Linked DNA regions of Sus scrofa: all the other regions are linked to region 4. The links are chromatin contacts, called in public HiChIP or PLAC-seq maps. All regions are on one chromosome and are shown on one strand. Each heading gives the region's core, a stretch centred on a gene start, on an enhancer-like site or on the middle of the called end of the contact. The rest is flanking DNA. Distances are from core to core; before and after follow the strand shown.

Region 1 (3,533 bases), core at 567-3,066, 670 kb after region 4:
AGCAGTGGTCTTCCAACTAGAGAACTGAGACACTCAGATAGTTTTAAGGGGATCAACTCCAGATCTTTAACTTTTATCTATACTCCCTCCTAAATCTGATCTACCTGAGAACCAGTGGTTCCTAGTCCCAACCTTCCCTTTCACACTGGCCCTTTCTCCCACTTTAAAAGACAAAGGCACACCTCTATCTGAATGCTAAAATGGGGTACTGCTCTAAAGTGTATAAAGCTGCAAGGATCTAGAGAGACAGCCTGAAATAATGATATTGGTGTTAAGAAGCTAAATGATGCTATGGACTGAGTAACAAACCCTTTTGTAAGTTAGATTGTTTAACAGTACTTGTTTTCTTATTTTCTTATTTTTTGTCTTTTGTCTTTTTAGGGCTGCACCCATGCATATGGAGATTCACAGGCTAGGGGTTTAATCAGAGCTACAGCTGCTGGCCTGCACCACAGCCTCTCCAATGCCAGATCCGAGCCGCGTCTGAGATCTACACCACCACAGCAACGCTGGATCCTTAACCCACTGAGAGGGGCCAGGGATCAAACCCGAAACCACATGGTTCCTAGCCAGATTCGTTTCTGCTGCCCCATGACAGGAACTCCAACAGTACTTGTTTTCTAGTAAACTGAAGGAAGACTTATTCAAATTGTCCACTGATAAATTATTAAAAATAAGATCACTAAGTGATGTATGGCATATAAATTGGCAAGCTTTCCAATAAAAATGTGACATCACTGAAACAATTCCTTTCAGTTACATATTTATGTGAACAGTGTTCCTCAGTGTTCATAATATAAAAGCAAACACTTTGAATTAAACTGAATATGTGAACCTGACTCCTTCTGGAAACAAGTAAAATTCATTTGATATAAAAACTAATTTTTTAAGCTGCACTGATTTCTTTTCTGTGTTTAATAATTATAACACTTTAAAGTATTTAATTGATCAATTATGAATTAAAAACAATGATAAATGAGAACAATTTTAACAATTAGGAGTATTATGGTCAAAGGAATTTAATTTAAATTTATAATTTTAATTTAAATTTATGTATAAAAGTTGTTACAGAGAAATACGATAGAGTGATCATTAAAGATATTCACACTTAATGGATATTATATTCAGATAAAAATATGTGGCAAAAATGGAAAGAAAACTCAAGGGCAAAGAGACGAAAAAGTGATGTAAAATTTCTCACTGTAACAGAAGAGCTTGTTCATGTTGTTAATGTTTTGATGGATAATGGTGGATATATCAAATCACTATGGCATTTATATTCCATTGGCTACACTTAAGAATTCTATTTTTAAATGTTAATTTTTACATTACAGGAAATTGCTTCCTTTGTAGCTACTTAAACTCATGATGGAAAGTTTAATTCTAATTCTAAAATGTGTAAGGAAGAAAAGTTTTTCCAAATTGTCTGTGGGATAAGCCAACCAAAAAATTTAAAAACCCTGTATACTAGAAAAACTTTCATATATGTGCATAAGAAAACATGTAGGGATTTTCATGGCAATATTATTTGAAATAACAAAAAGTTAGGAAGAACCTAAATATCCATCAATATGTATAAATGAAATGTGACTTTTTGGATGATAGACTATTATACACCAGGTCAAAAGGTATAAATTAGATACATTTATCCATATGGAGCTATCTCAAGATTTATCAGACTCTAATTAAAAATGATCCTCAGAATTACAATGAGCTCGTCTTTCTCTCATTTCCTACGCTCACAACAGAGAAACCAAACCAGTCCAGGAAGCAGGAAGTCCATAGGCTATGTGACATCACCCAAACCTTGGCCCTGAAGCAGAGAACTTTGAATGGGTGTGTAACGTGATCATATCATAGTTATGATCATGACGACTCCACAGTTGTCTGAGGCATTTTAATGACTACCCCTTGCTGGGAGTGGAGGAGAAATTAAAAGGGCCAAAGAATCAATTAGAAGGAAAAGAATTTCTTCATTATCTTTTTGAAGTTTCTACTTGCCTGGAAAGAGGAAGTAAGGTATTTTTGTACTTACATAGGAAGTATGGATAGAGGAAATACTAGTGGTCTAACAAATATTCAAAGATGAGGTAAGCAAAAATGACTCTTGACAAGAAACTCATTCTACGATAATAAAATCAAAGGAGTTCATTTCTGCGGGAAAGCAAAATCCGTAAGACTTAGAAATGACGATTAAATTCCTTGTCTATATGTATGAATTTCATTCCTCTCAGTTTAGAGAAATCTACTTAAATATTTGAATATTTTGAAAATTACATCTTATTTTCTCACTAATCCAATATAAAATTAGTGATAACATAAAATGGGGACATAATAAGAGTAATAATGATGATAACCAGTACTTTATTATTACTAAACTTTGTTGATAACACTTAGAAATGTACAGGGTCATTAAAGGGTATATGTAAGGTCTTAAGAAGACCACTGGGACTGGGGGTTTGGGATGAAAATGTTCTAAAATTAGGTTGTGATGATGGCTGTAAAACAATAAATACAGTAAAATTCATTGAATTATTTTTAAAAAATCACTGGCTTGTTTATACTTTCTCTCCTAGGTCTCCACAAATATGTTTCTATGGACAGCCTGGCATAAGCACTGTGATACAAATAATAATGAATATTTATAGATTACATATTACCACTAATGGTCTACCAGCCTGATTTACGTAAATATATCTCATGTTTTTCCTACAATTTGACCCTATACGGCTTCCGTATCACAGGTACTGAAATTATTCCTCTCCTGAAATATCTGAGGCTTTATTATCATTTCTGCAATTTTCAACCCCCAGGAATTTTCCCCCTAAGTTTCCAGTACTCTGTAAGTACTCTCCTAGCAGACCCATCCCCATTAGTTCACCAGTCGTGACCACAGAGGACCAAACCTCCATAGCGAAGCAGCCTTTTCTTTTTTTTCTTTTTAGGGCCACACCCATGGCATATGGAGGTTTCCAGGCTAAAGGTCTAATTGGAGCTACAGCTGCCGGCCTGTGCCACAGCAACGTGGGATCTGAGCCACATCTGCAACCTATACCACAGCTCACTGCAACACCGGATCCTTAACCCTCTGAGCGAGGCCAGGGATCAATCCCGAAATCTCATGGTTCTTGGTTGGATTATTTCCACCGTGCCATGACGGGAACTCCATAGTGAAGCAGTCTTCATACAAGTACCTCTACCAAAGGAGAGAGAAAGAGGGAAAAGAAATGTTATCATTGATTCTAATCCTTAATCCTCATGATGTACATGTGAGAGGAAAATGCAGGGTTGTAGTTCTGGATATAAAATTAAATGGGTTAACTTTTAAATAACCATTGGTTAATATATCCAACACTTTTGCTGCATTTAATACTTTCTTGGTACTCCATTCTTCTCCCTGGAGCACAGCCTTAAGCATTTCTTGAGTCAGATACAAGTGGTGTTAGTTTATAGGAAATACTTAATCTGAGTCACTTTTTGCTTCCCTATACACCTATTCCCCATGGCCTTACCCTGAAAGGGGAGGTACTTAT
Region 2 (3,690 bases), core at 1-2,500, 570 kb before region 4:
TTAACAAACTTATCTATCGAGTGTTGAGCTACCCCTCATTTGCACTAACTCCACAAGAGAATTGAAGTTCAGAATCTGTTGCTTAGGGAAGTGGTTATGTTTTTCATCTGCTCAGCCTGATTTCAGAAAGTCATGGGGTGGTAGCACTAGAAGCATCTGAGTCCTGCCAGGGCCAGGGATTTAGAGAGTTTGCTTTTTTCTTTTCTTTCTTTTTTTTTTTTTTCTTTTTAGGGCTGCACCTACAGCATATGGAAATTCCTAGGCTTGGGGCCGAATCAGAGCTGCAGCTGCTGGCTTACACCACACCCACAGCAACTCGGGATCTGAGCCACTTCTTTGACCTGTTCCACAGTTCATGGCAACACTGGGTCTTCAACCCACTGAGCGAGGCCAGGGATCGAACCCACATCCTCATGGATGCTTATCTGGTTTGTTACCACAATGGGAACTCCTGGAGAGCTTGCATTTTTAGCATAACTCCCCAGTGTATTCCAAGGTAAAATCCCTGGGTTTGGGAACCCATGTTCTAGAACAACACTCTCATTTTACTGGACCAGACAGTGAGACTCAAAGAGGGAAAGGGATTTACTTGAGGTCAAAGGATAGTGGCCCAGTCAGTCTGCCATCAGATTCACTGTTCTTTGCACTGGAGTATTCGATCTTACGTAATAAGTATTGAGCAAGCTATTAATTCTGTGATAGTAAGAATATTTATTTATTTGTCTAAAATAGGGAAATAAATAAAGGCCTTGCCTAAAATACATAAAGTACCAATGATCACTTACTTCTTGCCAAACCGGGAAATAAACTGTAAAATAAAGCAATTAGCAAATGAAGCACCGGTATTGGAATACTTATGTCTGAAGAGCATTGTGTGTTTGATGGTCCAATAAGTAAAGTGCATTTTAGGCTGTTAAGTAATTGCCTTCTTGCAGAAACAGGCTATTTGAACTTTGCCTTAGGAAAGAATCATCAGGGGTTGCCCAATGAACTTTTTGTGAGTCATATTTGAAAATCTACCACGTGGCTTGTGAGCTAGGTCTTTGGGGGAAAAGTCACTGGCCTGTGGTTTTAAAAAAACATTTTTTTTTTGATTGTATATTTTAGGATTCTGACCAATTTCTGGTTTTTCTCCTCTTCCCTTTTATGTGGTTCCTAGGGAAACCATTTCCTAAATGCAGAGGCCTTGATCAGCTTGGATATAATTCCTCGCCTCCCGAAGGCCCTGGACAGATGGGCTATTAAGCAGTGCCGGGCTTGCTTGGACCTTGATGGCACTCTGGGTAGGGAGCTGTGTTCAGACCCTCTGCCTAATGAGTACCACAAGGCAGTGTCCGCTTCACAGCACAATTTGTCTCCTAACTGCAGGTGAGGGCTGGAGCAAAGCGTCAGAGTGGAAAGGAAGAGAGCACTCTGCTCAGCACCCCTCCTTCCTCCAGGGCTCCTTCTCCTCCTGCTTGAGGGCTCTTCCCTGGTCTCTGTCCTCAGCCTCAAGGTTGCTTCAGGGAGGATTTCCCCAGCTGCCCACACTCAGACAGGCTCCTGGGTGCATATTCTCATAGCTCTCTATGCATTTACTTCATAGCAGTTAAGACAGTAAATAATAAGTTATTATGCTGGTGGTGAGGTCTGTAACCTTGGTTTTCCGCAGTGGGCCTTGAGCTTTCTTCCTGCCCAAGGCTTCAGTCTACCCGCTCCTATAGTCCCGGGACCTCCTGGGGATTGGGTTGGCCAAAGCTCTGCATGTTCCTTGTTCAAGAGCACTTTGAGGCTGGACACCCAGTGGTTAAATGGGAGCACGCTCACAGCATTGGCCTTGGGTTTAAGTCCTGGCTCTGCTACTTTAACTAGCTGCATGACCTCGACAGTGTACTTGAGCTCACTAAGTTTTAATTTCTTCATCTACTAAATGAGAAGAATAATACTTGCCACTTCATAGGTGGTTGTAAAAGTTAGATGAAATAAGGCTTGTAAAGTGTGGAAAGTGCTTGATTTTGATAACCTCAAGTGTACCAGCTTCCATTGCTTAAGTTTCTGGGGATAAATACTTAGGAGATAAGCCTCTCCTTATTTCTTCTTCATGTGCATGTAAGGTGGCTGAGGCTTCCCACTAATGTGACTTGTTTATGGTGTTTGGGGCTGGTTTTTGAGACCAATTCTTCAAACTAGACATAGACTACAAAAATTCACTCAATCGCCCCCTGCTTTGGATAAATGAAAGTCTATACTCAATAATTCTTGAGTAGGGGGCCCTAGAACTGCCTCCAGGGGTCTGTTGGATGCAGACCCAGGATCTCCACATTCGATGGGCCCGCCCAGCACTGCAGAGGACTGGACACACTCACCTTTCGATGGATCCACCTTGAACATGGCTATAGATGGGCTCTATCGCAAGAGGCAAGGGAACGTCTCAAAAATGATTTCCAGGCTCTGTCCCTGGAGTTCCCGGCTCCTTAAATCAGGACTAGGGCCAGAATTTTTTTTTTTTTTTTTTTTGTCTTTTTGCTATTTCTTTGGGCCGCTTCCGCGGCATATGGAGGTTCCCAGGCTAGGGGTCTAATCGGAGCCACCGGCCTACACCAGAGCCACAGCAACTCAGGATCTGAGCCACGTCTGCAACCTACACCACAGCTCACGGCAACGCCAGATCGTTAACCCACTGAGCAAGTGCAGGGACCGAACCCGCAACCTCATGGTTCCTAGTTGGATTTGTTAACCACTGCACCACGACGGGAACTCCTTTTTTTTTTTTTTTTTTTTTTTTTTTTTTTTTGGTCTTTATAGGGCCACACCTGCGGTATATGGAAGTTCTCAGGCTAGGGGTAGAATCGGAGCTACATCTGCCGGTCTATACTGCAGCCACAGCAACACTAGATCCAAGCCATGTCTGCGACCTATACCACAGCTCATGGCAACGCTGTATCCCCCACCCATTGAGAGAGGCCAGGGATAGAACCTGCAACCTCATGGATTCTAGTCTAATTTGTTATTGCTGAGCCACAACGGGAACTCCTGAGAAATGTGTAATTTTTTTAAGTGACCCTAGATGATTATGATATAGAGCCACTTTTGGGAAATAGTGCTTGGCTTGCTTTGAAGTGACTGGGTACAAACAGGGTATTTCTCAGCACTCTTCCTCTCCCCTGCCTCTTTATTTTTGAATGAAGTTTTCTTTAGAGTTGTGATTGCAAGCAAGGACTTTGGAATGAGGCTGACTTGGGTTCTAGTTCTGGCTCACTGCTAGGTGAGTGTTCTAGGGCAGGTCACTTAACCTCTCTTCAGACACCAGTCACCTCATCTTTAACATGGGGGTGGATCTTAATAGCTCTCTGGCAACAGTGTAGTCCATGTAAAACACAACGCAGGATCAGTAGCTGTATGACAAATACTAGTAATAATGACAAATCGATCAGATGCTAGAATGCTCACTAGGGTTTATCTTAAGTAGTTGACACAGTTTCAGGAAGCTACTGGGGCCCTGGCACTTTGGGTGATCTACAGCCTGTCTTTCAGATACTTGAACCAGCTCTTGGACTTAGGGTTGTCCAGTCCCGTGGATGGTTGCAGGGAGGCCTAAAGTGAGGGGTGATCCTGACTTTGATTACTTAGCATGGGGTGGCAAGGATGCACGTGCACCCTAAGCCAGGTCCTTGTTTCCAATTTGTCTAGAAATGACTTCTGCAGAAAGAC
Region 3 (3,609 bases), core at 332-2,831, 630 kb after region 4:
TAAGATTCTAGCCCTATAGAGAAATCATAGAAATGGGGGAAGAACACAATGGAATACTACTCAGCCATAAAAAAGAATGACATAATGCCATTTGCAGCAACATGGATGGAACTAGAGAATCTCATACTGAGTGAAATGAGCCAGAAAGACAAAGACAAATACCATATGATATCACTTATAACTGGAATCTAATATCCAGCACAAATGAACATCTCCTCAGAAAAGAAAATCATGGACTTGGAGAAAAGACTTGTGGCGGCCTGATGGGAGGGGGAGGGAGTGGGAGGGATGGGGAGCTTGGGCTTATCAGACACAACTTAGAATAGATTTACAAGGAGATCCTGCTGAATAGCATTGAGAACTTTGTCTAGATACTCATGTTGCAACAGAACAAAGGGTGGGGAAAAAAAATGTAATTGTAACGTATACATGTAAGGATAACTTGATCCCCTTGCTGTACAGTGGGGAAAAAAAAAAAAGAAATGGGGGAAGGAATAAATTAGGAATTTGGGATTGACAGATACATACTACTATATATAAAATAGATAAACCACAAAGACCTACTGTATAGCACAGAGAATCACATTCAATACCTTGGATGACCTCTAATGGAAAAAATCCAAATCACTTTGTTATGCACCTGAAATACTGTAAATAAATACTCTTCAATTAAAAAAAAATACAAAGCCCCTTGAAATGCAGTCATTTTAACAGAACTATACTCAAATTTACTCTTGTATTATGAATACTAATTAAGTAAGGTTGCAAAGGGCTTGGTTAATTTAAGAAAACTATTTGTCAGTAACTATACATAAATGAGGGTGTTACGTACTCATTAAAGTGAATTCAGATACACCCCCCCCCGCTTTATTCACTTCATTACCCAAACACATAATGAACATTGTGCAAGGGGCACTGAGAACATAAGGCTAAGTAAACAAAGACTACTGCACTTGAGAGGTTCCTATTCTATTAGGGAAGACAGACATACAGATCTACAACTGTGCCAAAGGCCCCATTATACATAAGATCAAGATACTTTAAAAGCTAGAAAAAGGGATTAATTCTGTACAAGAAGAGATAAAGCTTTATAAAATAGGTAATACATTAGATAATCCTTAAAAAATAAGTCAGACATTAGTAAACAGAAGAAGAAACAAGGGCAATTACAACATTCCAAACAGAGGGTTAGAGAAGAAATAAAGGAACACATAAAATATTCAGAAAAAGCGAGTAGTCCAGCACAGCTCACACACGAAACTTTATGGAGAAGGTGGAGGGACTGATAGAGTAGCTCTAGTTTTAATGATGCTGTGGCAGGGAGCTTGGTCAACATGGGAGTTCCTATGGCCCTGCAATCTCTTATAGAGTAACAATCCAGTCCTTCCTATAAAGAAAAGCTAGGACTTCAGTCTTCTTAAGGTTTCAGGTTGCTCAGACTCTCATCTTTCTTATTCATACAGTTTTTCCCAAGACTTTGGCATCCCTCATAAGATTGAAAAACAGAAAGAACATGTCCCAGACAGTATGCCAAATGCATTCTCATTTAATCTTAACAATCCTATGAAGTAACATTACCACTTCATAGATGATGAAATTGAGGGTCAAAAAGATTGGGTAATTTGCCAAAGGTCCTAAAGCCAGTTAAGTAGTTTGTTATGATTCAAACTCATGTACCTAACTCCAAAGCCCAAGCTTTTTACACCATTCAGTCTCACAAAAGATTAAGTTTTTCCATGTTTCAAATCAATAAAATATAAAATTTTCAAAGGAAGCAGTTTCAAATGAAAGTAATTTGAAATAACGTTAAAATTAAAAAACTTCTGAAACACAATATAAAAATCTACTGGTATTTCCAAAACTAACGTCAGCAGCTATTGAGTGCTCAAACTTGAGGCAAATATTTCTTATGCCAAGAATTATATCAATAAACAAAATCTTTTTAATATATGGCTTTTTGCTTCCCTATGCTAAAACGTTTCTTACAAAAAAATTTTAGATATTTTGCTCTGAATAATAAAATACTATCATAATACTATTAAAACACTATCATATAATAGCACTGTCATAAGGATTAAATGATGTAATATATGAACAATGCCTAAAACAGTGATGTTTGTCTCTCAGTTGAACAAATGGTACAACTCTGGATTAGAAGAGCCCACCAGAACTATTTGGTTGTTCTTCAATGACACTGACTTACTGAATAATCTAACCCTTCTAAAGAGCATCTAAGCTTAACTGAAATTTTAAACTCTTTAAAAACTGTACTATATCAATTTGCCTTTTTATTTAAGAACATATGTAAAACGTAACTCCAGAAAGAAAAAAAGCCTTTTTTCCCCACATCATTGGCTACTACACATGCAACAGAGAGGTGAGAAATGCATATATGGTACTTTCTATTTTGCCCAAGTTGGAATGCCATCATAGCTATAGGAGATGAGACACAATAGACAGTCTTTCCCCACTCCCCTACCTTCAAGCAAATGTGCTAAATTTGTTTTGTTTAAACTGAAGTATAATTTACCTACAATTAAATACACAGATCTTAAGTTATTGGTTTATGAGTTCTGATAGTTATATATATCATGTTTGATTCAAGTGCTACAACAATCCCTTCTCACAACACTGAATACTGTTCCAAAGGAAAAAACTAATAAACATTAGTTATGTTTTAAAGTCTGTCTACAGAAGTTGATTTAACCCACAGTATAACTGACCTATTATAAAATAATGTGGCTTCATAAGAGCTAAATAATTTTATTGGATATTCTACGCAGCCAATCATAACTTAAAACACTAAAAATATTTTCCTAATTGCCTATAATTAACAAATTATCTTTTAGAAAACACCTTGTGAGTTGTGATCTCATGAGTCTACTGTATTTCAGAATTTTTAATTAATGCAGTTTATGCTATAAATTTACCTTGAATTTTCAAATAGAGGGTAACAACCAAAAATAGCTCCCTAACATATTTTGTTTTACTACTTTCCATTATGTTGCATTTTTTTCAAAATGACAAGGGATAAAAACAGTGCTCCCTAAGCCTTATTTTACAATAATATGTTCCTGACATATAGACTGAATCTTATTTTAAGTATAATAATTACTAACAGTAGAGCAGTTCTGAGAAGTTTCTCTGTAGTACTAGGTACAATGTGTAGATACGCTTATCCCTTAACAACTTATAAAGTACAGTGCTAGTATACAAATAACTATTTTTTTCTGCCATAATTATTTTAAGGAATTATTTAAATAATTAAATAATTTCCTTATTTCCAAAGATCACATATAAGCTATTTTTAGAATTCCAGCTAACTGTAAGATGTAACAATATGAAGTAATAGCATATACAGAACATGACAGGTCTAAAAAAATGACATACAGATAGTCACTGTAGAGGTAGCTATCAAAAAGTATCAAAAGCAAATTTGATAGGAACACTGAGCTACACTGGCAGCATAAGTAAAGGAATAAAGTCAGACTAACAAGAGAAGACAAGAATCAAAGCAAGTTAGCAAATGCAGCCACTTCACCATTTAATTTTATTTTCCACTAATTTCTGGAGCATTTTCCCTGCTTTCGATGCTGTCTAACCACAGAC
Region 4 (3,506 bases), core at 677-3,176:
GGTAGCTCAATAAGGAGGTTGGGGAGATCCCGCTGTGGTGCAGCGGGATCGCTGTGACGTGGGAGCACTGGGATACAGGTTCAATCCCCGGCCCAGCAGAATGGGTTAAGGATGGTGTTTTTGCAGCTGCAGCTTAGGTTGCAGCTATGGCTCGGATCCTCACCACAACAGTAACCAGAGCCACAGCAGGGACAATACTGGATCCTTAACCCACAAGCCACTAGGGAACTCCTGTTTTGTGTTTTTTAAGATGGGCTGTATTATAACATGTTTGTGTGCTGATGGAAAGAATCTAATAGGAAGGGAGACATTGATGCTGTAGATTAAGACTGGATAGTTATAGGAGTCATGATCTTGAGTAGGAGGTAGAGGCTGAGGCTATAGATGGGAGCTAGACAGTTCTCCCCATGAAACAGGAGGGAAGGTGGTGCATGTGAGCAGAGGTGGGGACGGGATGATATCTTTGGAAATGAAAGCCTGTGGAAATCCCTTTCCAAGGATTCATTTTCTCAGTGAAACAAGACACAATATAATCAGCCAAGACTAAGGAGGGGCAGGAGGTTTTGAAGTTTTAAATGGAGAGAAGAGGTGTGAGTAATCACCCAAGGGAGTGACTTGAGCAGGATGAGGTAGGGTAGCTAGGTAGCACTAAGATCCACTTGAAGTTAGTAATTACGAGTTTAAAATGAGACCCAGTCAATATTTCCCTCTAGAACTTGATCTCTTCTAAGCACATTAGATATTTTAAATATTTGAGACAATGGAAAATGACTAAAATGAGTGAATACTGAATTTATGCTGCTTTGCTACCTAAGATTTTTTTTTTCAATTTACTACTGAAATGTTTTTAATTGGAATGTTTTATACCTGATTTTGTTAGAATTAAGGCCTTTGGATAAGAACATAGAATAGCTCACTCTGGTTCAACTTTTCTTTTTTTTTTTTTTTTTTTTTTCTTGATTTTTTGAGTAAGCTTTTTTTTTTTTTTTTATTTTATTTTTTATTTTCCCACTGTACAGCAAGGGGGTCAGGTTATCCTTACACGTATACATTGCAATTACAGTTTTTCCCCCACCCTTTCTTCTGTTGCAACATGAGTATCTAGACATAGTTCTCAATGCTGGTTCAACTTTTCTGATCAAAGTAACCAAAATGAACAAGAATCTTTAGTGCCTTTGTTTTGGTTGATGATGCTGCTGAATATGGGAAAAGGATGTAAAAATGACAACTAGTTTGAATCTCTTTCTAAATATATTATTTTCATAAAAAGGGAAATAAGAAGTAAATGGTAGGATGTAATAGTCATTCTCTAGAAATTTCTGAAATTCTGAACTATGCTTAATCATTCATTCAGCCATTTATTAATTTAATAAGCATTTTCTGAGCATCTCTTCTCTCATCAATCACAGGAAGAGCTACACTGAATATAGCATGATTCCTACCTGAATATACCTGAATTCCTACCTGCATTACAGACATTCAGACATTACACTACTTTTAGAGGAGGTGTACATAATTTATATTACAGTATAAAAAGATATACTCAAGCTAATATATTTAGAGAACATAGTTCCTATGTGGTACCACATAGACTTAGCACTGATAAAGAGAGAATGTTATAAAATCAGTAAAATAAAAAAATTCAAGCTCATGATTAAATTCAATATGTTATATACAAAATCTGTTTCACAGCAAACAGCGTGCTCATGGAGACTTTTTTGTCATGAGTACAGTTCTGTGCTTCCTAAAATCTTAATTAGAAATGACCAATTCTTAAAGAATTACTAGTTCTCAAGATTGTTACACTTCCCTTTTTCAAGACCAGTTGGGGCTTTTGAAGAGTTAACAGTTTCATAAATCTGGCCTATGATTCATTCTTCTGTTGAAGCCAGGCTTGGTGCCCACAGGCTGTAGGACACACAGATGAACAGCATGTGGCAGTGTTTAAATGCTATTCTGAAAGCTGATGTCACAGGCCTAAGACAATTTAGAACACTTCTCTGCAATGATTTCAAGTGCATCTTGGGATTATATTTTTCTTTTATATTTCTATGTGTCATGCTTTGTTTGCCAAACAGAATATAGAAAATGAATAGGCATTTTTCTGGCACAATTCTTAGTAGATAAATTGTCAGAATGAACTCTACTGCTTAAGAAAAACACAGTTTAGTCACTGAATGTGGCTGCATGTAGGTTGTTACTGTGGGAAATTTTGGTTTGGCCAAAGTGTTATTTTCTTTTAAAATTCTGATAGACCAAGGTTTTTTTTTTTTTTTTTTGTTTTCATAATACTCCCACTCCACACACACACCCCCAAAAGAGCAAGCTATCCTATTACCGAGGCTTTTCTCGTATGAATATAGTTGCACGAATCTAACAAAATTGTGAATTTATTTTGTTGTGACTTTAAATTAGAGATTTTATTTGAATAAAAGAGAATTAATCTTTTGATTCGTTTTTTACTTTCATAGAGAATTTTCTTTCAGTTAGATTTTTTTTCCATTTACAATGGAGTGAATTTTAAGCCATCCTCAAAATACAGATATGTTTGTGTGCGTTTCCTCCTCATTGTCTTTAACATTTTAAGGTAATTATGCTCTTAGTGATTAAAATCTTTATATAGTAATATAATAGGGGAAAACATCTATGAACATGCAGTAGTCATTATCAGACAGTTGATGTATAAATATCTTTCTAGTTTGTGACTGTTGACCTTACACATGAATGTTCTCACTACTCTTTTTTATTTACTGTCATCACAAAGACTTTGCTTTGAGAGAATGTGATTTCTTATTGCCTCCATTACCAATTGCTTTCCATTTGTTTAACATACACATACATCTAATGAGTACTCACCATATTCCAGGAATTGTCCCAGATTCTGAGATCATCTAGGTTAATGAGCCCTAGCCCCACTTCTTAAGGAGCTTATAGTGGGAAGATTTGTTGGTTGCATTTCTCTTTTAGTTGCTTCTGAAATATGTTGTTTTGTATGCAGTTGGGCTTAAGAGCAACTACTAGTCATTTCTTCTGCCCTTCTTCCTAATCCTGGCTCTGCTGCTTATTATCTGTGTGTCCTTGGGCACATTACTTAACCTCTCTGACTCCTTGATTTCTTCTCAGTACAGTTGAGGTGGTAAGTCCTACCGTATCAGGGCATTTGAGAGATTAAAATAAATAATGTATTAAAACACCTGATAAATTGCTGGCACATGATCAGTGGTCAATGAAAGAAGCTGCTGCTGCTGCTGTTTAGCTTGTATTTGTCACATGTCTGGCCCTTCTTGCTAAGGTTTAGTTCCTTTTCATTCCCTTGCTGTTATGCATTCTTCAAACACATTGGGAATTTAAAATAGAGTAAATAGCAAGAGCTTCAATTTATGAGCATCTTTTATGTGGTAGATATTTTACATGTCTTGTCAGTAATCCTCAAAACAACCCCAAAAGTATACTTACTATATAGGGCAAGACCAGGGAGATAAAAATTACTTTCTAAAGCTATGAAA

What was found. HiChIP or PLAC-seq counts read pairs in DNA pulled down with a chosen protein or histone mark.
Region 1: an H3K27ac HiChIP or PLAC-seq map of alveolar macrophages shows a contact between it and region 4. The contact joins two enhancer-like sites. A contact is called at or near these places in 15 of 47 Hi-C or Micro-C datasets (alveolar macrophages, epiblast stem cells, fetal skeletal muscle and 8 more) and 2 of 2 datasets of contacts at active chromatin or transcription factors (alveolar macrophages and skeletal muscle).
Region 2: an H3K27ac HiChIP or PLAC-seq map of alveolar macrophages shows a contact between it and region 4. The contact joins two enhancer-like sites. A contact is called at or near these places in 2 of 47 Hi-C or Micro-C datasets (embryonic fibroblasts and subcutaneous adipose tissue) and 1 of 2 datasets of contacts at active chromatin or transcription factors (alveolar macrophages).
Region 3: a contact with region 4 is called in an H3K27ac HiChIP or PLAC-seq map of alveolar macrophages. The contact joins two enhancer-like sites. A contact is called at or near these places in 1 of 47 Hi-C or Micro-C datasets (embryonic fibroblasts) and 1 of 2 datasets of contacts at active chromatin or transcription factors (alveolar macrophages).

Annotation. Positions count from the first base shown.
Region 1 is chr14:99,907,199-99,910,731 of Sscrofa11.1, reverse strand. It overlaps LOC102162281 (a long non-coding RNA gene), which reads right to left. Exons shown (of 4, transcript XR_002338607.1): 4 at 3,073-3,196. Among named protein-coding and RNA genes, the nearest start is that of KLLN, 20 kb to the left of the region's middle. Within about 2 kb of position 1,816, at least 4 of the 83 cell types and tissues checked have an H3K27ac peak or open chromatin away from gene starts, as enhancers often do. A contact at or near this core is called in alveolar macrophages, where this site is marked.
Region 2 is chr14:101,150,146-101,153,835 of Sscrofa11.1, reverse strand. All of the region lies in intron 2 of LIPA (lipase A, lysosomal acid type), which reads left to right. Among named protein-coding and RNA genes, the nearest start is that of LIPA, 10 kb to the left of the region's middle. Within about 2 kb of position 1,250, at least 16 of the 83 cell types and tissues checked have an H3K27ac peak or open chromatin away from gene starts, as enhancers often do. A contact at or near this core is called in alveolar macrophages, where this site is marked.
Region 3 is chr14:99,947,648-99,951,256 of Sscrofa11.1, reverse strand. All of the region lies in intron 1 of PTEN (phosphatase and tensin homolog), which reads right to left. Among named protein-coding and RNA genes, the nearest start is that of PTEN, 19 kb to the right of the region's middle. Within about 2 kb of position 1,581, at least 2 of the 83 cell types and tissues checked have an H3K27ac peak or open chromatin away from gene starts, as enhancers often do. A contact at or near this core is called in alveolar macrophages, where this site is marked.
Region 4 is chr14:100,577,596-100,581,101 of Sscrofa11.1, reverse strand. All of the region lies in intron 4 of RNLS (renalase), which reads left to right. Among named protein-coding and RNA genes, the nearest start is that of RNLS, 26 kb to the left of the region's middle. Within about 2 kb of position 1,926, at least 5 of the 83 cell types and tissues checked have an H3K27ac peak or open chromatin away from gene starts, as enhancers often do. A contact at or near this core is called in alveolar macrophages, where this site is marked.